Linked DNA regions of Mus musculus: regions 1, 2, 3, 4, 5 and 6 are each linked to region 7. A link is a contact called in public Hi-C, HiChIP or PLAC-seq and promoter capture Hi-C data. All regions are on one chromosome and are shown on one strand. Each heading gives the region's core, a stretch centred on a gene start, on an enhancer-like site or on the middle of the called end of the contact. The rest is flanking DNA. Distances are from core to core; before and after follow the strand shown.

Region 1 (2,900 bases), core at 314-2,813, 330 kb after region 7:
GCACGATTTACCTCCCAGATGGAAGATGGGCCTCAGGAAGGGAGAGGAACAAGGGGGCATGGTAGAAGCAATGGGCTGTGAACTCAGTTCCAGTCTGGTCTCTGCCCATTGTCCTCACTGTGACCTCCTATACTCCCCTGGACAGGCTCTAGCATTGGAAAGGTGAGACTAAACCTCACAAAGCTGTGTCTCCGGGTGACCTCCCCAGGGCAGAGGGTGGTCGGGTTTAGTGTCACACTGGAGACCTCTCTGAAAAGCTTCAGACTCAGCCATCTACCAGGAAAGAAAAGGAAGGCTCAGAGTCCATACGGGACCTTGGCTGTAACCTTCATGAGGCCTTGTGACCTTGGACCAGCTCCCAAACCCTCTGTCACTCTTCCAGCAAGGAGGTGGATGGCGACTTGTGTGCAGGCCCTTTCCCCATCGCAAGAGAGAATAGACAAGCTTGGGAAGAGATCTACCTCAAAATCACTGTTTCTTCTCCGGGGTTTTGAATGTACTAAATAAAACATGCCCCTTCGGCAGCCGAGGAGACAAGCCTCTGTTGGGAAAAATACTGGTCTGAGCAACTGGGGAAGCGAATTGATGTATTCTGTGCTTGTAGGTTTGCTTTGCTTTGGTACAAAGGGTTCTTTTCTGATATAATTTATGTTTTTCCATCCTTCTCCAACCCCCCTCTCTCTGACAGAGAAGTCACCATATATTCCAGCCCGTCCTCGAACTCCCAGATCATGCAATCTTCCAGCCTCAGCCCCCCAATTACGTGGGGTGGCAGACCACTGTGCTAGGCTTCCGTTCCATTCTTAAGTCTAGAAAGCCTGTTGGTGCTTCCATGGGGTAGGGCGTGCCGGGGAGACAGAAAGTAATTCTTGGGCTTTTTTTTTTTTTTTTTTTTTTTTTTTTAGCACTTTATAACCCATCAAGGGTCCTCAGTCACTATGGGACCAGTGGGCACAGACTGAATTTTGGATGGGCTCAGACTTATGACCTCTAAAAGAGACAGGGGCAAAGTGAGCTTTGGACAGCTGAGCAGAGGGAGAAGAAATGGGAGACAGCTGTGCATACGCTGACCACAGTCACAGTCATACACACACCCAAATCAGGCTCAGATTCCACAGGGCGAGCACTGCTGGTCTCCCAAGTCATCGGGCTTTGTCTGTAATCCCAGGGCAGGTTAACTGAGTGACCTCCCGCTGCTGCTGGCCAATTCCCCCTCTAAAGACTATTGATTTAGAGAGGTCACACTGCCCTGGCTTTCCACTCAGAGGCCCTGTCTGAAGGGACCAATTTACAAACTGAAAGGCTTTGGGCAAGACCCAGAGATTGGGCTCTTCCATTTTCTCAAGTCAGTCAACGCAGGAAGAAAAGTGGCCTCTGGACAATAGTTATTCTCTCTCTCCCAGAAACACAGGAAAAGCCTGCTGGCTTCCATCAGGATGAAATGACAAGTGACAGACACAGGCTGGAGACCCAGAGTATGCGGCTTTGCCCTCCTGTACTCCTGTAGACCCGAGGGAGTGCAGACAAACATGACCCGAGCCTTTCACTGCCCAGCTGAGAGGCAGCCGCCCTCCACTCACCTTGTCCGCAAACTCCTCAGACAGGCTCCAGAAGTGCTCATCTTCTCCATCCATGTCACGGGGATGTGGCTGGAAGGGAGGGTACCGATGATGGAATTGTGGCGTGAACTATGGAGAATCCCATTTGTAACTGTGGAGAGTCTGTACTGGGCCAGGCTTTGGGCTAAGTGGCAACATATGGGGTCATGAAAAATGTCCCACATAGTCTGAGGTACTTGAACTCTTGTTTCCTAGTTGGTGGCACTGTCTGGGGTGGCTTAGGAGGTGTGGCCTTAATGGAGAGAGTATGTCATTGGAGGTAGACTTTGATATTAAAACCCTCATTCCCTGTGTGCGTCGTTCTCTCTGCTTTGATGTGCATTTAAAGTCCTGAGCTCTCAGCTTCCTGCTCCTGCTGCCATGCCTGCTCTTTGATGCAATGCCTCCCTACCATGATGGACTGTATCCTCTGGAACCGTGAGCCAAAATAAATCACCTGCAAGTTGCCTTGGTTGCAGTGTTTTATTATAGCAGCAGAAAAGTAACCAATACAGACAGCAAGGAAGGAGCCACACAGAGGGCTGGCAGTCCTGCAGGGTGCCATTCTCTATGCACAGCTCCTCTCTGAGTTCTACAACCCCAACTTCTACTTTTAAGACTTATTTTAATGTTACCTATCTATATGTGTGGGGAGGGGTGTATGCATATGAGTGTAGGTGCCCATAGAGACCAGAGGTATTGGATCCCCAGGAGTTGGAATTCCAGGCAGTTGTGAGCTACCCTACCCAGGTCCTAGGAGCCACCCTTGGGTCCTCTGCAAGAGCCGTATACACTCTCAGGTGATAAACCATCATTTCTTCGGGCCCCTGAGCCTTGAGTGTTTGATTTCAACCCAGAATCACTTTCAGAGAACAAGACACATACAGGGAAATCTCAGAGTGAGTATGGAGAATGTCCAAGGACTTTGCCAGCAACCTCATAGGAATCTGAACTCCAGAAATCATATAAAAATATGCAGATGTTTATATGTGATTTCTTAGCTTTCCAGAGATGGGGGGAATAAGGGGAATTGGGAGTGTTAAGGGGGCAGAGCCTAGTAGACAGGACTGGAACTGAACTACAGATGGGCTGCTTACTGGAGCCTGTCTCTGCACTCTGAGCATCCACTCTCTAATGCTAATATTAAACTACCTAGGGTTGTTTCATGGGTCATTTTGAAATCAGATGAGAGCTAATGCATGCCAGTCCTTCAAAAATTACAAACCATTCAATGAACGCCTTTGACCAAATACATTCAAATCATCTCGCGCTATCATTGAAAGAAGGAATGAAAAAGAGAAA
Region 2 (2,946 bases), core at 395-2,894, 450 kb after region 7:
ATACATCAAGAAGTAGATGCTGGTCTGACAAGGCAGGAGTCTCTGGGAGAACACATCGGAAAGAAACCCATAGCATAACCACAGATTCAGGAACAGGAAGAGGCCGGCTCCGGAGACCCTTGCAACTTTGTTCTCTGTCAGGGAACCAAGAAGAGAAGGGACCCCAGAGGGCCTGTGATTCTCAGGTCCAGGGCCCAGCCTAGTTGGTGTAAAGAGAAACTAGATTTCCCCTGAAAATTTGGTCTAGTGAAACAGGGAGTGGGGCTTTCCCTGTAGGAGCCCCTCTTGGCTCTTAAGCAATTATGCAAACATGGCTTTGACCTCAGTGCCGGCCTTGACCTCCACATTGACCTCGACCTCAGTGCTGACCTTGACCTCCACATGGACCCTGACTTCAGTGTTGACCTTGACCTCTGTGTTGAGCTTAATGCCATTGCTGACCTTGACCTCAGTGCTGGCCTTGACCTCCATGTTAACTTTGACCTCAGGGCTGACCTTGACCTCCATATTGACCTTGACCTCTGTGTTGACCTTGACCTCCATATTGACCTTGACTTCCATGATCCGGTCCCTTTGTTTGGACAGCAGCACTTTCTGCAACTTTGGAAGCACTGCCAAAGACTTGTCCAGAATCGTGAGACAGAGCTATGGCACAGCACTGTCCCCTCCCTCTCTCACTCCCACCTCAGTGGCAATCCCTGCCCCTCCTCCCCAAGCCCTCTGCCAGCTTCACACCTCCCAGAACAAAACTGCCAAAGGTGACTAAGGCTTGCACGGGATGAAAAGAAAGGCGGCAAAGTTCACCCATTGTTAAGCGGCAGCAGCATCAGGGCCAGACCTAGATTTCTAACCACATTTGTGTGTATCCGTCGGCCTCCAGTGGGCCAACTGGGTCTCTCTGGCTTAGTTTCTCACCACCCAGGCTGGGCCAGTGTCCCTGCCCAAAGTGACTGCTGCCCCTCCAGCCTTAGTGTCCAAGGCTCCTGGGTCATGGACTCAGTGGGCAACTGTCATGTCTGTTTTGTTTGCCTCCTGTTTAGCCGATGGGACAGAGTGGTGCCTAGGACAATGTGAGAAGGGCGGGTCACACCCAGGGAAGGAAAGGCCACAGGAAGGGAGAGCCTGGGCCAAGGAACAAAGTGAGCCGAAGCTACAGGGGGCTGAGAGGATAAAGAACCTAGAGTCTGAAGAGTCTGGAGGCGTGGTGATGAGGCTTATGGTGCCTTCTGGTCCTGGAAGACAAACAGGTGTGTGGAACATGCCAGAGAAGTGAAAAACTAGAAACAGAACAGAGGAGGCCAGGTCTCGGGCAAGAGGCATGAACTCTGCCTGCAGCAAGACACACCCTGGATGGGAACCCTGGAGGACTGCACCACAGGAAGTCAGAATTTTTTAGTGTGTCCCCAGGTAAAAGATGAAGGGGGCCAGGCTGGCTGTGAGACCCTCGGCCACTCCCCTGGCCACAGTAATGTCCTTTCAGTGCTGGTTCTAGACTCGAGAACCCCGCCTCCCCCACCTTCCTCAAACTGTCAGTCATTTTACCTCAGAGTTTTATAATCCTAAAGTAAATATGTGTAGCCCAAGTCTGGTCTCTCTATTTGGATGGAGATATTCTATCTCTGTTTTGTCACAGAAACAAAGTCCAGTGGGAGTAGATGACAGGACACAGGAGGCCTCTGGGGCTCAATCTGAAGTTTTGGTGTCATCCGGGATGATGTGAGGCAGCCTGGGTGACAGATTGGCATTCTGTAGACAGTGGTCACAGGCGGCTCAGTAACCTCCGGGCTAAGCATGGACATGGTCAACAGCTGCCAGCTCCCACCCTGGGGAGGCACAGCCTTGGGGACTCTCATGAGCGATAAGTGCTACAGTGACCTGTCTCTGACCCTTGTCCCTGCCCTTGTCCCGGGTGCTGGACAGAAGCCAGTATGAGGCTCTCCGGGCAAGAAAGACAGACTAGAGATGGTCTGTCACAGTTGTACAGCAGCCAAGGCAGAATTTATATATACATGTGCCTCTCCATTCCCAGGGTACACAGCCAGCAGTGTAAATACAGACAGTGCAAACATGATAGCTTTAAAGAAAACCAAGCAGCTATAAAGGAAATGCATTCCAGAGCCACACAGATGCTAGACAACTGTAATCTCGGCACTTGGGAGGCTGAGGCAGGAGGATTGCTGTAAATTTGAGACCAGTCTAGACTATTAGTGAGTTTTAGGTCAGCCTGAGTTACAGAATTGCAGACCTTAACTTAATAGAGAAAGAGAAATGTCCAGAAGGAAGAGGGAGCCCCAACCCAGAGAGAAAAGCATAAGTACAGTCAAGGGCGCTTCACTGTAGCAGGTAGCCCTGGGCTGAGGGTACAGAGGGTCTGTGTTCACTGTAGCAGGTAGCCCTGGGCTGAGGGGAGAGAGGGTCTGTGGCTCCCTCACCAGCCAGCCTAGCCTAAGTAGTCCAGTGAGAAAGCCTGCCTCAAAACGCAGAAAGGACGGCACCTGAGACTGCACTGCACACACATACACAGCCTTCTGCTCTTGTGTATACACATAACACACACACAGGCACACTCTCCTGCTCTTGTGCATATGCACACACATGAACTCTCTGCTCTCTTGTATGCACACACACACATACATTCTTGTGTATGTCACATAGCGCATACATACACACACATGTGCACACACAAATATATACAGAAGACAGAGCCTTCTGCTCTCATGTAAATGCACACACATGAAAACACACATACCCAGGCACAGACACAGCTTCCCGTTACTATGTATGCACACGCATGAACACACACACACACACACACACACACACACACACACACACACACACACACCAGTTTTCCCTTTTCTATTAACTGTATCTTTATTTTTCTAGTAAGCTTGGCCTTTTGCTCTTTATATACTTAAAAAAAAAAGTGACCCGTGGTCTAGGCCT
Region 3 (2,700 bases), core at 174-2,673, 440 kb after region 7:
TCATGTTAAGTGTTGGGATTTAAAGACATGGGCTACCATGCTCGACAGCCAGCATTTGTTTGCAGCATGGTGGTTTCTAAGCTTCATGGCTCTTTTCCGGAAGCTGTTCATTTTTTCCCACCATCTGATTTCCTTTGGCCCCACCCTGATTTTTTCTGGGCTCAGGATTCAAAAGGGAAGTGGGGGAAGATCCCAGACACCTGCCATGCCCAGGAGAGAATAGTGAGGTAGCAGTATCAACAGACAAGCCCTGGCTTTGCCACAGGGAGACAGACACTTTGATTCTTCCAGGAACAGTCATTTGCATATCACTGATATTTCAAGTTGCTACAATTTCCTGCAACTGACAGAGTTACAAACTATCTCAGAAACCATCAATGCTGAACCAAGATGAGGTTCAAACCAGGGTTTCTCAGCCTGGCACAGAGATCTTTCAGACTGCACTTTTCTTCCTGTTCTCTCTGTAGAGGGATGCCCTCCGCCCGACCATCCTTTAGTAGCACCTGGCTTCCACCCAGTAGAGGCCAGGAGCCTCCTTTGTCCCAGTTGTGACAATATGAGGAAAGTCTGCAGTTAGGGTCAAAAACCTTTAGGGTCACATTGGTGCGTGCGGGTTGCTTCCAGTTGAGAACCCGTGCTTTAAACCATTCATAGCACAAGCCCGCCCAGTTCTGTGTGTGTGAGTGGCAGCGAAAACTTTCATTGGACAGAGCGGTGGTACAGGCCACCAACAGGGGCTCTGTTCTAAATGGTGTCCCAGCAGCAACTCAATAAATCATCCCAGGTAAATCTGAGTTTTAGATAAGCATCACATTATTATTCTAACACAGGTTTGCCTCGGGTGATATTTGAGGGCTACGTATGCTAAAACCACACAATCCCCCAGCCCCTTTTCTTGAAATTTAGATTTAACAAGCATGGATTGTTTTGTTTTGTTTTTTTGTTTTTTTGTTTTTTGTTTTTGTCAAATTGTACAGCCCTACTTATGCACAAATAAGTAACTGCAGAGGCCCTGGGACCCTAAAATTCCTGTCTTGCTTTAATTTGTAGGGGTTACATCTTTGAACTTCTTTGGAGCTCAGTTTCTCATCTGTAAGATGGACACACCAGTAGCCATTTCTCACAAATTTGGGGGTGGTAGGTAACATGTGTGCCCAGAGCCTGCAGAGCTCTCTTTCGATCCTGAGCCCAATGAGTGGCAACTGGCTTAGTCGCCGCGCTCCCTCCCTCATCCGCTCCTGACTCATCCGATGTTTTCTGGACAGTCATTGCTGAGTTTCGCCCAGCCTTACTCCCCAATGGCTGGGGTTTGACAACTTCGCTCCCCAACTTGCGATTGTCGTCCCCCCAACACCCCCCGCTCGCCCTCCCCACCGGGCCGCGCCATCCCGAGAGCCGTCCGAAGGTGGCAGCATCGGCCCCGTAGTCCTCACGGTCGGGCTGGCACTGTGCAGGTCGCCGGCGAGCCGCGTCCGGAGCCCGGCGCCGAGCAGGCCTGGGGAGGCGGAGGCCACACCCCGCGCACGGCCCAGGCGCTTCCCGCCGGTGAATCATCCCCGCAGCAGCGGCTCCCGCAGTCCGCTGCAGCGCCCCGGGCCCGGCCGCGCCCCAGCCGAGTGCCGTGCCCCGCCTCTCCGCGACCCCTTTCTCCGTGCAGTGCGCCAACCGGATCGCTACCATGGCGGGCATCGCGATAAAGCTGGCCAAGGACCGCGAAGCGGCCGAGGGGCTGGGGTCGCATGAGAGAGCCATCAAGTACCTCAACCAGGACTACGAGACGCTGCGGAACGAGTGCCTGGAGGCCGGGGCGCTCTTCCAGGATCCTTCCTTCCCCGCCCTGCCGTCATCCTTGGGCTATAAGGAGTTGGGGCCCTACTCCAGCAAAACTCGGGGCATCGAATGGAAGCGGCCCACGGTAGGAAGCGCGAGGGGAACAGGCAGGGCCGGCAGGGCCTGGAAGGGCACTCGGGGTTCCGGGAGGCTGCAAGTCCCTGGCTCCCCGGCTCGGTAGTCCCTGCTTAGTAGTGCTCCGCGATTGCTGCTAAGGGGACTCCCTATGCAGACTGAGGCCCAGCCAGTGGACCTGCCCCAAGCTGCGCGCAGAGCGCTTCGCAGGACAGGACCCCAAATCCCATTAGTGGACACGCCCTGGAGGCTGCCTTCGGCTTCACAAAGCCGCAGGGACACAGGGCCGCTGGGGTGAAACTTTTACTGGACTCTAGTGGTGATCTGAGTGAGGGTGGAGACACTGCTCGGCAGTAGGGGTGGGGGTGGGGATATCAGAGTAGGATAGAAGACTCGGGACTGCTGGGTGGGTGGGGGCAAGGGGTGGGCACAGCCTGGCTCTGGCTGACAAAGGTGGTCACAAGTACATGTGGCACTTGTAAATGCAAGTACATGTATTTATCCAGCGTGGGTTTTGTCTGGCTCTCAAAGTGCAGTTAGAGGACTCTTTAACTTAAAGAACTGAAGGGTAGCTTAAAGAATCGATGGGCTCCAATGATTCTGTTACTCATTATTTTGCTGACCTAGAGTCCTCACCCGGAAACCTCTGCTCAACTCCTAGATACTCCTGTCCTAACCCTCAGAGTCTCTGCCCTTAAGCCCTTCCCGTTCCCTTGTGGTTTCAATCGCCAGTGGATGCCCATGGGACCCTCACTTGACTTTTCCCAGGAACTGAGAGGAAGTCTAAACTTCTAG
Region 4 (2,818 bases), core at 189-2,688, 460 kb before region 7:
CTGCCAGCCATCCTACCTGAATCAAGGGAATCCAAGTTTTATAAGCCCTGTTCCAAACAAGGTAAAGAGAGATAGAAGCCACCTAACACTGACCTCGAGCCAATACACACACACACACACACACACACACACACACACACACATAACACGCACACACACGCATGCACACATGCACACCCCTTGCTCATCTCAGAGTTAAATTTCCAGGAAACACCTGAAGGACGGTGCCCTGTCCTGAGAACACAGCCCCGAGGCGATGCCACCCAGGTGTCTGTCCTCTGAGTGCTACTGCACTGATTCCTGCCTAGGCTGTCTGTACCCACGCATAGAGCTGAGGAGTTTGAAAACAGTGGCCATGGTGGGATAAAGATACCCTGGGACAGCCACATACTAGCACTAAAATGCCCCAGGATGTCTGTCACGTCATTAGAGTGCTGCTTTCCTGCAGAAGCTTCTCGAGTTGGACTCTCTTCCCGAAGACTGGTGCGTGCGCGTGCGCATGCGCAGTCTGTACCTTCTAATGTTCAAGCTCAGCTCAGCTAAGGTGACGCCTCCTGCCTGTGGATTTTGGCTGCTGCTGAGCGTGGAGAGGAGAAACTCTGGGTCATTTCCTCCCAGCAACTTGAGGCTCTCTGCATCCAGCTTAGGAGTTCTGCAGACAGGACCCCAACCCCTGCCACCACCACTGTCACAACCAAAGCCCCCATGGCAAAACACCCTCTCAGCAGGTGTCACAACCCCTCCCCGCCCCACCCCTGCCCACTGCACAATGCATAAATGCCACAGGGATGCTGTGCCCAGCTTTCTGGTCCTTGTAGGCAGGACGGAGCAGCTGCACTGAGAACCCCATGAACACCTCTTTCAATCTTCGTTGTCTGGAGAAAAAGCCCAGAGGGAAGAGTATGGAGAACCAGGGCACACCCTCACCTCCAGCTCTCCAGGGAGGCACCTGGCAGAAGAGTCCTACTCCAGGATCCCTCACTGTTCAGCCAAACACTGTAAAGCCACAAATCGCTTTTCCAAACTGGCTCCCTCTCCTCCTCCTCCTCTTCCTAGGCTTACATACACTCAGACCCACCTGGCAAAGGATGTCTTTAATGTAACCTCCACACAGCTCGTGGGCCTTCAGGTCAAAGTAGCTCATGATGTCCCAGTACCTGGCAGCGATGCGGCGGTCTTTGCGCTGATCACAGCAGCCGAAGGAGTCATAGTCAGAGCAAAAGTCCAGGTGCTGAGGAGGACGGAAGGGTGGTCCATAATCCAAGCACTGGGGGTGTCCCTGCAGCAGGCCCACCCAGCCCAACAAGAACGGGAGGCCCAGGCAGAAAATGCCAGGAGAGAGCCACGGGGCCCGATGACCAGGAACAGTGTGTGGGCTAGTATGTTTTCCCAGCATTTGGACCTTGGGAATTCTCTGCTGCTCCTTCCTGGGTTGGCCTGCCCAGTCTGCCCAGTGCCCCCCCCCCCGCCCCCGCTCCCAACTGCTCTTCCTTCTTTCTCTCCCTCACATCCTGCCCCAGTTCAATGAGGTGGTTCATCAGTGAAGTTCCTTCTCTGTGCTGGTGGCTAAGCATACCTCGTGACATCAGGGAGAGGTGTCCTTACCTAAAAGTGAAGCTGGAGCAGGTCTTGACACTAGTGCTGAGGGTTTGGGAGACTGCGGGTGCTTAGTCAACCGTGTGCTGGCATCAATGACTGAGGTGCTAGGATTCTTCAAATTGCACAGAGTTTCCGCCATGTTGGGGGCAGGCCAGGAAATTCCCGCTTGTTTACTGTTTTTCTGCAGGCTGAGCGGCACACATTACAGATGTCTGACAGCAGACTCTGCGCGAGGCAAATGTCCAGGCTCCTGCAGTGCAGAAGGGCACAGAGAGTGCTGGTGTGGGTCTGGGAGCATGTCACGGAGAGCCGTCCCGAGTGTGCCTGGATGGGAGGAAGTGTCATGAATCTCGCATCCCCAGCAAGAAAAACACAAGCAGTCAAGCAAGGAAAGGAGGGCGCCTCAATCCCTTCACTCTGCTGCAATAATATCACAAACTGGGATGGGGCTCAGCTGGTAGAGTGCTTGCCTAGCATGCATAAGGCCCTGGGTTTGATTCCCCAGTATCTCACAAATCAGGCTGTGCTGTGTTCAACTGCCCTTGGGAAGTAGAGACAGGAAGGTCAAAGGATCCAGGTCATCCTTGACTGTAGACAAGTTCAAGGCCAGTCTGGGCTACATGAGACCCTATCTCAAAAGCACACTGAAGAAAACAAAAATACTGTAGACTTGTTAACTTATAGATAGTAGAAACTTATCTCTCAGTTTAGAGACTGGGAAATTCAAAATCAAGCAGGGGGCAAGTCCGGTGTCCAGCAAGGAACTTTTATGACTGTGTCCCCACAGTGAGAGTCAGAACAGAATCACCCTCTGAAGCCCCCTCCCAGGCTCTCTTAGTCAGGGTTTCTATTCCTGCACAGACATCATGACCAAGAAGCAAGTTGAGGAGGAAAGGGTTTATTCGGCTTATACTTCCACGCTGCTGTTCATCACCAAAGGAAGTCAGGACTGGAACTCAAGCAGGTCAGAAAGCAGGAGCTGATGCAGAGGCCATGGAGGGATGTTACATACTGCCTTGCTTCCACTGGCTTGCTCAGCCTGCTCTCTTATAGAACCGAGACTACCAGCCCAGAGATGGCATCACTCACAAGGGGACCTCCCCCTTGATCACTAATTGAGAAAATGCCTTGCAGCTGGATCTCGTGGAGTCATTTCCTCACCTGAAGCTCCTTTCTCTGTGATAACTCCAACCTGTGTCAAGTTGACACACAAAACCAG
Region 5 (2,700 bases), core at 25-2,524, 490 kb after region 7:
CCCCAGCTCCAAGGTATCCCACATTCACTTCCAGCCTCCATGAGGAAACAGGTACATAGCACACACACCCTCACCCCAGTCTCTTAAAAGCACAGTACTCTAGCCATTCAGCCTTGTAAACTGCAGAGATGCATATCTGTAATTAAGAACCACTTCTCAATCACACGACTGTCAGGAAGTTTTCCCACAGTGCCCGACTGTTGGATCAAGCAGTTCACTATTTCTCAGCTGTGCAGTAGGTAGCCCAATGGCTTATGCCCCATAACCAAAGCTGTGTATAACATTAAAAGGAAAACCAGGAAATAGCTTGGAGTCATAAAGTTTAATTTTATTACAATCATTTTTAAAACCAGCTATGATCTTGACAAATACAGGTAAATCTATAACAAATCTCTAATTTCCAAGATACAAAAAGACAATAAATATAGATTCAAATTCAATCTAAAAACAAGATTCTAAATCTACTTTAGATTAGGTAGTGTAGTTTAATTTCAGTATTTCAAATATACGCATAATTCTTAAATGCTACAATAACTCATACAATAGTTACTGCTCACTGACAAGCAGCTAACAGTTCTTCACTGATAACACACAAGTGTACAGCACCCGCCGGGGATCCCAAAGCCTGCTGGTGCTCAGGGGCAGTTGGAGATGGTGCCAGATGGCACAGGTCCTTTCTGGCAGGTCAGCGGAATGGGAACAGTGCCAAAATCACCCTACACAGGACAAGAAACTGATTTTCCCACAGTCCAGCAAATGGTCCCATTTCTTGACAAAGCCAGATGGCTGCCTCCTATGCTGCGCCGCCATGAGCATTCTGCCAGCCAGGGTGGTGCGGGCTCAGCAGCAATGCCTCTGCTCACGCCGAGTCCTTCGGTCCTTCATTTTCTTCCACGGCACATTCTTCATTGCTTCTGAGCTATACTGTCATTAAAGTAAGCCTTCTGATTTTTTTTTCCTGGATAATCATAGTATTTCTTCTAGCTCATTAATTCTTCATTAACTCAAGTTTCAGGCCAAGCTCCTTTGTCTTGGTTTAATTCTTGGGTATAGCTGCAAGAGAATTTTAAAAAAAGATTTACATGTGGCATATGTATGGAAGTTTTACAATATTTCAATAAGTACAGGAAGAGGGGCAAGGAAGCTGACACAGGAAACCAACTCGGGAAGGCACTGAGCTGTGGAAGCAGGAAGTGAATCTGCACTGATCACATCGAGGGCCCAGCAGCTGGAACAGCACCACAGAGCCGTGACACAGACTCCAGGCACGAACTCAACTTGCAGTTTGCTCAACCACACTGCAGCCCAGGGAAGCCAAACGCTGAAGACTACTTGTAAATTGCTGTGTGCTCCAGAATCTGGAAACCCATCATGACGGGCAAAAGTCGTTGTTTGTTTTTTTTTTTTAAGGCAGGGTCTTTCAAGGTAGCCCAGGTTAGCCTTACAATCCTCTTGCCTCACACTCCTAAGTACTGGAACCACATATGTAAGCCACACTTTTTCAACCTTATTTACAGGACATGGCACTGTGGGTGGAACCTGAGCCTATCAGGACAAATGCCTGAATCAGTGGACTTCGGAAGACATGAAATGCTTTGGGATTCTGCTGGCCTGTGCTTTCCCTAACAAGAGCGAGGGGAGGCTATGTGAGGGCTGCAGGGCTCTGTCTGGAGGCCCAGAGCAAGTCAAACTAGAATTTCACCATCAAGCTAAACAAACCCTCCCCTTCGTCTCCTAGGGACAAGAAAACAAAAGAGGTGGTGTGTTTATTTAAGAGTCAGTTTCAGCTGAGAAAAGACATTTGTCAAAGCCCTTTGCAGATTCCAGGCTGAGCCTGTCTAAATATTCCACATTGTGAAATTTCCTTTATTTTTTAATACTCAGAAGATACTAAAACATGACACATACAGCACACGTTTATAGAAGAGAGCACCAGGGAACTAGGAGTTCTAAGTTTAGGACTAAAATTACAACCTTTATCCCTGTCTGTTAATTTCAAAACCTTCTGAGAGCGCAACCCTGTCTCTGACTGACTGCTTCCCCCTCAGAATAATCCTCCATCTCATTAACCATTCTCTTCACTAGAAAATTCAACTTAATAGCAGTCTGTTGTACACCATAGGAATTAATAGTTAAAACCATACATACTAATTGAAAACTCGCTAACAGATTTTATTTCCATCACAGAATTAAAGGTCCGCTTTGTCAGGTTACACAGGTTACTAGCTTGACTGAGCCATTTTATAAATCAGCCATTATTGTAAACTCGGGTTAGGGTGGCAAGGAAGGAGCAGGCGGGATGTTCAGCAGCTGACGCTGCCTGCCAGGCGTCTTCAGTGGATCGCAATCTCAACTCCCAAAAATGTCTTCTGACTTCACACAATTACTGTGGCACATGAAAACTCTCCCCCCGCCCCCTCTGTTTTAAAAATGATTAAAAAGTCATGCTTCATACCACAAATATGTCCAATTAGTTAATAATTCCCAACAAATGAGGTAGGTCGGTGAGACATACCTGTAAACCTAGCACTTGGAAGGCAGGAGGGTTCAGTCTGAGGCTAGCCTCGGCTACATGGCCAAGCCCTGTCTCATCCCACTCACAGACATGGGGGAGGGGAGAAGAGGAACTCATCTGAGCAGCTCCTGAGAGATCAGAGCATTAGGAGGCTGGAGAGATGGCTCAGCAGTTATTTTACAATA
Region 6 (2,700 bases), core at 72-2,571, 420 kb after region 7:
ACTGGACAGACTCATCCATCTTCGGCTATTTGTAGCAGTGGACCCCAAAGGTCACGCCAGCATCCCACAAAGAAATCGTCTTTCCACTCCCTTTGCTGAGAACTTGCTCCACAGCCATGTCCTGAGTGATGTGCCTGAGAACCAATCCCCAAAGCATAGGGAAAGTAGTTACGGTTCGGCCTCCCAGGCTCCATACGGAGTGGCACCCTCCTGCTGCATGACTTTCTTACGGCTGCAGTGACAAATGGAGTGGCTCAAGAGCTGAAGGGTCCCAGTCAACCTCACTAGATTACATCCAGAGCTCCCCTGCATGCAGGAGTTCATGCACTTGCCACCCTCTGTGTTTAGACACTGACTGCATACTGTGGTTTATGGACTGCCTCTGCCTCGCATCGCTTCACTTCCTGGCCTCCTTTTTACCCTACAAAGTACCACAGTGCAGCTTTGGGAAATTAGGGTGTGGTCATCTTCAGGAAGCTGTTACTCAGCCTACCACAGTCCCCAAGCCTCAGCCAGCAGGGACAAACACAAAACGAAGGGTTCTTAGAGGCAGATTCCTGTGTGCATGTTAAAAGTAGAGGTAGACAGATTATAGGTAGATAATAGAGGATAGAAAGAGTGTAAGAGATAACAGATAGATAAATGGTAGATAAATGATAGAGACAGTGAGTGAGAGATGATAGATAAATGATAGATAATAGGTAGATTGTGATAGACTATAGACAGATATAATAGATGATAGATAATGATAGATTATTGATAGGCTATAATTGATTGATAGAGAGATGGTAGATGAATGATAGATAGATAGATAGATAGACAGATAATTAGGTAGATGAGTAGATTGTGATGATAGATGATAGATACATAGATAATGATAGATGATAGAAATATGAATAATAGATTGTAGATAGATGATGATACAAATAGATTATAGATATATAATAGTAAGATTATAGACAGACACATAGATAGATGATAAATTGATTATAGATACATACACATACATACATAGATCGGCTATGATGGACAATTGGTAAATGCATGAATAACAGAGACAGATATTACATACATATTGTGAAGGAGTTGGTATCAGCCAGAGGGCTTTGAAATCTGAATATTGATAAATACACCAGTGCACTTTGCTAATTTTAATTGCTTATGCTGGAAAGGCCTTTTAGGTAGAGATTTCTTTTCTGTACTGCTGACTTAATTTTTTTCTTGAAATAACATTACTATATTTTGCCACACGGTGGAGCCAACGAAACATCAAAGAGGCCTTTGCAGCCGCCATTTTGTCCTTTCTGACTGGTTGTGACATCATCCACCACCGACTGGTCCCTGCACGGTTTGGGTATTTAGAGGATTCATGTTTGCTCAGGCAATCTCAGGGAACTTTGCAGTTGTCTGTACTCAAAGAAACCGTCTGAGCTCCACACAAGAGTAAAGACAGAAGTTCTCTCCTGACAGCTGTCAGTGTGACTGGGATGAGAGCGCTGGGTGCCATTGTGAGGGAATAGGAGGTGGGTGTTGGCGTGGGGAGTGGGGGGTGGGGAAGATGCAGGGTGTCATTGTCATCAAGAAACCCAAGTCCTTCCCAGGTCTGCAGGAGAGGGAGTCAGCTGGGCTGGGGGTGTAGGAGATTGCTTCTGGCCAGAGCTTTGCTCCCAGGGGTGCATCTCCATGCCCTTGGCTCTCCTGTGACAGGGTCTATATTGATCCCTCTCCAACCACACCTATCACACAGGCTCCTTCCCTTTGATACACTGTCACAGGTCACCACATCATACACTCTTTGGCCTCTGTGTACCTGCAAGGTTCGCCTCTGGCCTCCACCAGCACCTACACAAAGATTCTTTGTGTGACCAAACTTTGGTCCGGCTCCTGAACCTCCTGAGTACTTCTGAGTACTTTTTTTTTTAAAAAGATATTTTCTTCATTTACAACTCAAATGCTATCCCAAAAGTCCCTTATACCTCCCCCCAACCCTGCTCTCCAACCCACCCATTCCTGCTTTCTGGCCCAGGTATTCCCCTGTATTGGGGCATATAATTTTTGTAAGACCAAGGGCCTCTCCTCCCAATGATGGCCGATTAGGCCATCTTCTGCTTCATATGCAGCTAGAGACATGAGCTCAGGGGATACTGGTTAGTTCATATTGTTGTTCCTCCTATAGGGTTATAGACCCCTTCAGCTCCTTGGGTACTTTCTCTAGCTCCTCCATTGGGAGCCATGTGTTCCATTCAATAGATGACTGTGAGCATCCACTTCTATATTTGTCAGGCACTGGCATAGCCTCACTAGAGTCAGCTACATCAGGGTCCTGTCGGCAAAACTTGCTGGCATATGCAATAGTGTCTGCGTTTGGTGGTTGATTATGTAACGGATCCCTGAATAGGGCAGTCTCTGCATGGTCCTTCTGCAAGAGCAAAACCCCAACTGTAACAACAAAAATAACAGGAAGCAATAATTACTTTTCTTTAATATCTCTTAATATCAATGGACTCAATTCCCCAATAAAAAGACAGACAAACAGACTGGCTACGTAAACAGGACCCAACATTTTGCTGCATACAGGAAACACATGTCAGAGACAAAGACAGACACTACCTCAGAGTAAAAGGCTGGAAAACAATTTTTCAAGCAAATGGTCCAAAGAAACAAGCTGGAGTAGCCATCCTAATATAGAATAAAATCGAC
Region 7 (2,799 bases), core at 130-2,629:
GAATCAGAAAGGTTTGAGCAGCAAAGGATAGAAGAGAGTGAACCTGGGCCATCAATTAGGATGGAAGTGTCTTCCAGGATGTCCATCAAGCCCATATGAATGAACTAAGTCATCCTGATTACTATAATAGGGACTCTTCTTGTACCGCCCCATCATTAACGTTGGCCTGGACCCCTCGTCGGGGGCACCCCAAGAATCCTACCACAATGTGAAAGGCTAAGCATTTAGCATAGCAGAACCCAGGGTTCCCTCCTGACTGCATAGCATGCTGGATGTTCCTCACGATTGGTTTCTGCCCCCAAAGAATAAGGTGAACAGAGTCAAGATCTACACACCTTGAACAAACTATTCAGAGTTGTGTCCTCTGAGGAAAGGCAGAGGAAAGAGACCAAGCCACATGTGTGTGACAGTGGCAGGTCAGCATCCACACCCCCTTCCAGGTACGGGACAGGAGGAATGCATTGTTCATGTGCTTGAGGGGGTTAACCCTCAATAACACTTCATAAAAGGCCCTGCGGTTAAGCTGCAGGCCCATGCCGCACAGCGCTAGACTGCCGTGTTCCAGACACTAGCTAATTACAAGGCTAGCCCACCAATGGGAGAAAGCAATCCCCATGCATTCCCATTCCTCAAGGTCTCAGCAGCCTTCCTGGGGAGACTTTCTCTCTCCCAAGACAACCAACCACCCCACTTCAGGAAACAACCACTATTCCAGCCGTGGTGGTTTACGGAGCAGAGCCATGACTGTAATGGCTGTAATTGCCAAAGGCTGATGGAGTTCTTTCTTCACAGCCTCGGGGCCAGCTGCCCTACTTCTCCCTGCCCCGGAGGGTGTCCAAGGACTTCACTGACTGCAGTGTCTTTTTAAGGTGTCCATAGCTCAATTGATGGTGACTGTCGACTTCCTCTTTCCAAGGAAGACAGCAAGAGAACGGACTCCGCGCGCGTTAAATACCTGTCTCTTCCAGAGGGTGGGGCCAAAGGTGAAAGCCAGAAGAGAGAACTAGGGAACCTTGTCCCAAAGCCAGCATGCAAGTGACTTGTCAATCCTAGAATTGTCCCGCTGGGCACTCTGCTTACTCTCAGCTCGCTGGGCCGAGGGACCCCAGTTTCCGTGGCACTGAGTGGCAGAGAGCACAGGCAGGAAAGAGAGTTGAAAGGGTTCAGGACGAAGCCAGGAGGAAGAGAGAGGGGCGGGGGCACTAACGTGTCCAGCAACGTCCCGGGCCCCTTCCGGTCTCAGGGAACCCCCTGCTGGACCCCTTGCAACTACAAGGCTCTCACCTCCCAAGCGGGATTCCCACAACACAGGCTCCAGGACTGACCTCACTCGGCTCCAGGCACCAAAGCTGCCGCTGGGCTCGGGAAAGCAGGAGAGCGGGGAGGAGAGGGAAACACCGCCCGCTGCTGGAGCCCCGCCCACAACTCTTGATCAGGCTTTCTCTGTGGACCATGCTTGTCTTTTCTGAGTTCTGGGCAAAGTACCTCAGCCTAGGTACCTCTCTGCTTTCTTGCCAGGGAGGAGACCTCTATCTCTGCTGCAATGACCTTGTAACTGAGGTAGGAAAGAAAGTAGAGCTGGGGCAGACGGTAGGTATTGGCTATCATGGAGCCCAGCACAGGAGGCAGAGGGCCTGTTGTGATTTTTGTAGCTACCCCTAACTGTCCATCGAGATAACATAGGCCTGCACTGACCCAGGGAAGGCGGCCTAGATCCTATCCTGATGCACTGTACACACGGCCAGCGCAGCAAGTCCTGATCGGGGCAGTTACTTCTGTTCTTGCCTGTGCTCTTTGATCTGTGCCAAATCTTGAAGATATGATGCTGAGGGGTGAAGCTGGCTGTCATTTTGCCCTCTACTACTTGGCTACGCCTTCTATTTTAACTATTGAAGGTGTGTGTGTGTGTGTGTGTGTGTGTGTGTGTGTGTGTGTGTGTACACGCCCACACATGCACATCATTCATCAGGAGCTGTCTATCTTGTTTATTGAGTTATTGAGACAGGATCTCCCACTGGCCTGGAACTCACCAAAAATGCTAAGCTGGTTAACAAGCCCCAGGGATACTGGATGCTCTACCTCCCCAGCACTGGGGTTACAGGCAGGTACCATCACCATGCCTGTGGACTTTACTTGTGTGTTAGGGATTGAACTCTGGTCCTCATGCTTCCACAAGCACTATACCCCCTGCCCCATACTAAATATCTGAAGGTCAGATTTGGATCAGCAAAGGCTACTGCCTGTGACTGAAGGCCAGGGAAGGAAGTTGTGATTTCCCTCAGAGAACGCAAGAGCTTTCCGGCCTGTGAGCCCTTCTGGCTTCACTTCCCTTTTCCTTCCCACCCTCCACCTGCTCCTAGGAGGAGGGGGCGGGGTGTTGTGGGGTTGAGAGTTGATCTGCTTTCTGGAAAGGGACATGCTGAAGGAAAGAAAAGTCAGGAGCCTGCTGCTGCAGGAGTGTTAAAAGGAAGGGATTTGTATAGGAAGGTGGCGAAGTCAGTCGCTTTCTGGGGGTGAAACCCAGTTCAAGGACAGAAGTGTCACAGTCTGCAGTAAGACTGGGGTCGCATGGAGGTTGGGCAAAAGCTGACAGCTGCCTCTTGCAGCTGGGGTGTAATCCCAGGTTGATTCACACTCTCCAGCGTGGCCTGACAGCTAGGTGATATGATCAAGCAGGGCAGGAGAGATAGGTTAAAACAAAGCCCAGCACTTAATTACCAAGGAAGATCTCATTATACAGTCTTCTCAGCTCCCTCCTCGGCTGGCAGCTTGAAGCCCATGTGACAAGTTGCCTCAAGT

What was found. Promoter capture Hi-C pulls out the DNA fragments that hold promoters and counts their contacts. Hi-C and Micro-C count contacts between places; a contact is called where the count stands out from the background. HiChIP or PLAC-seq counts read pairs in DNA pulled down with a chosen protein or histone mark.
Region 1: a promoter capture Hi-C map of hippocampal neurons shows a contact between it and region 7, with 5 times the contacts expected there. The contact joins the enhancer-like site here to the promoter of Tlr5 in region 7. A contact is called at or near these places in 6 of 39 promoter capture datasets (the C10 cell line, embryonic stem cells, hippocampal neurons and 2 more), 1 of 15 datasets of contacts at CTCF or cohesin (the NIH/3T3 cell line), 1 of 484 Hi-C or Micro-C datasets (nephron progenitors), 8 of 115 datasets of contacts at active chromatin or transcription factors (bone marrow-derived macrophages, cardiomyocytes, craniofacial prominence and 5 more) and 1 of 9 other capture datasets (embryonic stem cells).
Region 2: an H3K27ac HiChIP or PLAC-seq map of hepatocytes shows a contact between it and region 7, with 9 times the contacts expected there. The contact joins the enhancer-like site here to the promoter of Tlr5 in region 7. A contact is called at or near these places in 3 of 39 promoter capture datasets (hippocampal neurons, pre-B cells and second pharyngeal arch cranial neural crest), 3 of 484 Hi-C or Micro-C datasets (embryonic stem cells, myocytes and palatal mesenchyme) and 8 of 115 datasets of contacts at active chromatin or transcription factors (craniofacial prominence, differentiating embryonic stem cells, embryonic basal ganglia and 3 more).
Region 3: a promoter capture Hi-C map of embryonic stem cells shows a contact between it and region 7, with 42 times the contacts expected there. The contact joins the promoter of Capn2 here to the promoter of Tlr5 in region 7. A contact is called at or near these places in 4 of 39 promoter capture datasets (the 3T3-L1 cell line, cranial neural crest, embryonic stem cells and 1 more), 11 of 115 datasets of contacts at active chromatin or transcription factors (bone marrow-derived macrophages, cardiomyocytes, craniofacial prominence and 5 more) and 1 of 9 other capture datasets (adipose tissue).
Region 4: a promoter capture Hi-C map of embryonic stem cells shows a contact between it and region 7, with 7 times the contacts expected there. The contact joins the promoter of Hhipl2 here to the promoter of Tlr5 in region 7. A contact is called at or near these places in 1 of 39 promoter capture datasets (embryonic stem cells), 1 of 15 datasets of contacts at CTCF or cohesin (embryonic stem cells) and 5 of 115 datasets of contacts at active chromatin or transcription factors (all in embryonic stem cells).
Region 5: a contact with region 7 is called in a Hi-C map of liver, with 3 times the contacts expected there. The contact joins the enhancer-like site here to the promoter of Tlr5 in region 7. A contact is called at or near these places in 3 of 39 promoter capture datasets (embryonic stem cells, hippocampal neurons and liver) and 2 of 484 Hi-C or Micro-C datasets (liver and muscle stem cells).
Region 6: an H3K4me3 HiChIP or PLAC-seq map of forebrain shows a contact between it and region 7, with 5 times the contacts expected there. The contact joins the enhancer-like site here to the promoter of Tlr5 in region 7. A contact is called at or near these places in 7 of 39 promoter capture datasets (the C10 cell line, cranial neural crest, hippocampal neurons and 4 more), 6 of 15 datasets of contacts at CTCF or cohesin (CD8 T cells, the NIH/3T3 cell line, embryonic stem cells and 3 more), 108 of 484 Hi-C or Micro-C datasets (the AML12 cell line, the AtT-20 cell line, B cells and 67 more), 21 of 115 datasets of contacts at active chromatin or transcription factors (astrocytes, bone marrow-derived macrophages, craniofacial prominence and 14 more) and 4 of 9 other capture datasets (adipose tissue, embryonic stem cells, liver and 1 more).

What each region holds. Positions count from the first base shown.
Region 1 is chr1:182,618,899-182,621,798 of GRCm38.p6, reverse strand. It overlaps Capn8 (calpain 8), which reads right to left. Exons shown (of 21, transcript NM_130890.2): 14 at 1,581-1,649. Among named protein-coding and RNA genes, the nearest start is that of Capn8, 55 kb to the right of the region's middle. Within about 2 kb of position 1,563, at least 6 of the 459 cell types and tissues checked have an H3K27ac peak or open chromatin away from gene starts, as enhancers often do.
Region 2 is chr1:182,498,584-182,501,529 of GRCm38.p6, reverse strand. All of the region lies in intron 2 of Capn2 (calpain 2), which reads left to right. Among named protein-coding and RNA genes, the nearest start is that of Capn2, 18 kb to the left of the region's middle. Within about 2 kb of position 1,644, at least 32 of the 459 cell types and tissues checked have an H3K27ac peak or open chromatin away from gene starts, as enhancers often do. A contact at or near this core is called in extraembryonic endoderm stem cells and hepatocytes, where this site is marked.
Region 3 is chr1:182,516,333-182,519,032 of GRCm38.p6, reverse strand. It overlaps Capn2 (calpain 2), which reads left to right and starts at 1,423. Exons shown (of 21, transcript NM_009794.4): 1 at 1,423-1,915. The coding sequence starts at 1,679.
Region 4 is chr1:183,417,090-183,419,907 of GRCm38.p6, reverse strand. Hhipl2 (hedgehog interacting protein-like 2) reads right to left here and starts at 1,438. Exons shown (of 9, transcript NM_030175.5): 1 at 1,079-1,438. The coding sequence starts at 1,396.
Region 5 is chr1:182,460,040-182,462,739 of GRCm38.p6, reverse strand. Trp53bp2 (transformation related protein 53 binding protein 2) reads right to left here. Exons shown (of 18, transcript NM_173378.2): 18 at 304-1,053. The coding sequence ends at 1,012. Among named protein-coding and RNA genes, the nearest start is that of Trp53bp2, 52 kb to the right of the region's middle. Within about 2 kb of position 1,274, at least 85 of the 459 cell types and tissues checked have an H3K27ac peak or open chromatin away from gene starts, as enhancers often do. A contact at or near this core is called in liver and muscle stem cells, where this site is marked.
Region 6 is chr1:182,538,137-182,540,836 of GRCm38.p6, reverse strand. No RefSeq gene overlaps it. Among named protein-coding and RNA genes, the nearest start is that of Gm46248, 21 kb to the left of the region's middle. Within about 2 kb of position 1,321, at least 186 of the 459 cell types and tissues checked have an H3K27ac peak or open chromatin away from gene starts, as enhancers often do. A contact at or near this core is called in the AtT-20 cell line, the C2C12 cell line, CD8 T cells and 39 more, where this site is marked.
Region 7 is chr1:182,953,368-182,956,166 of GRCm38.p6, reverse strand. Tlr5 (toll-like receptor 5) reads right to left here and starts at 1,379. Exons shown (of 4, transcript NM_016928.3): 1 at 1,285-1,379.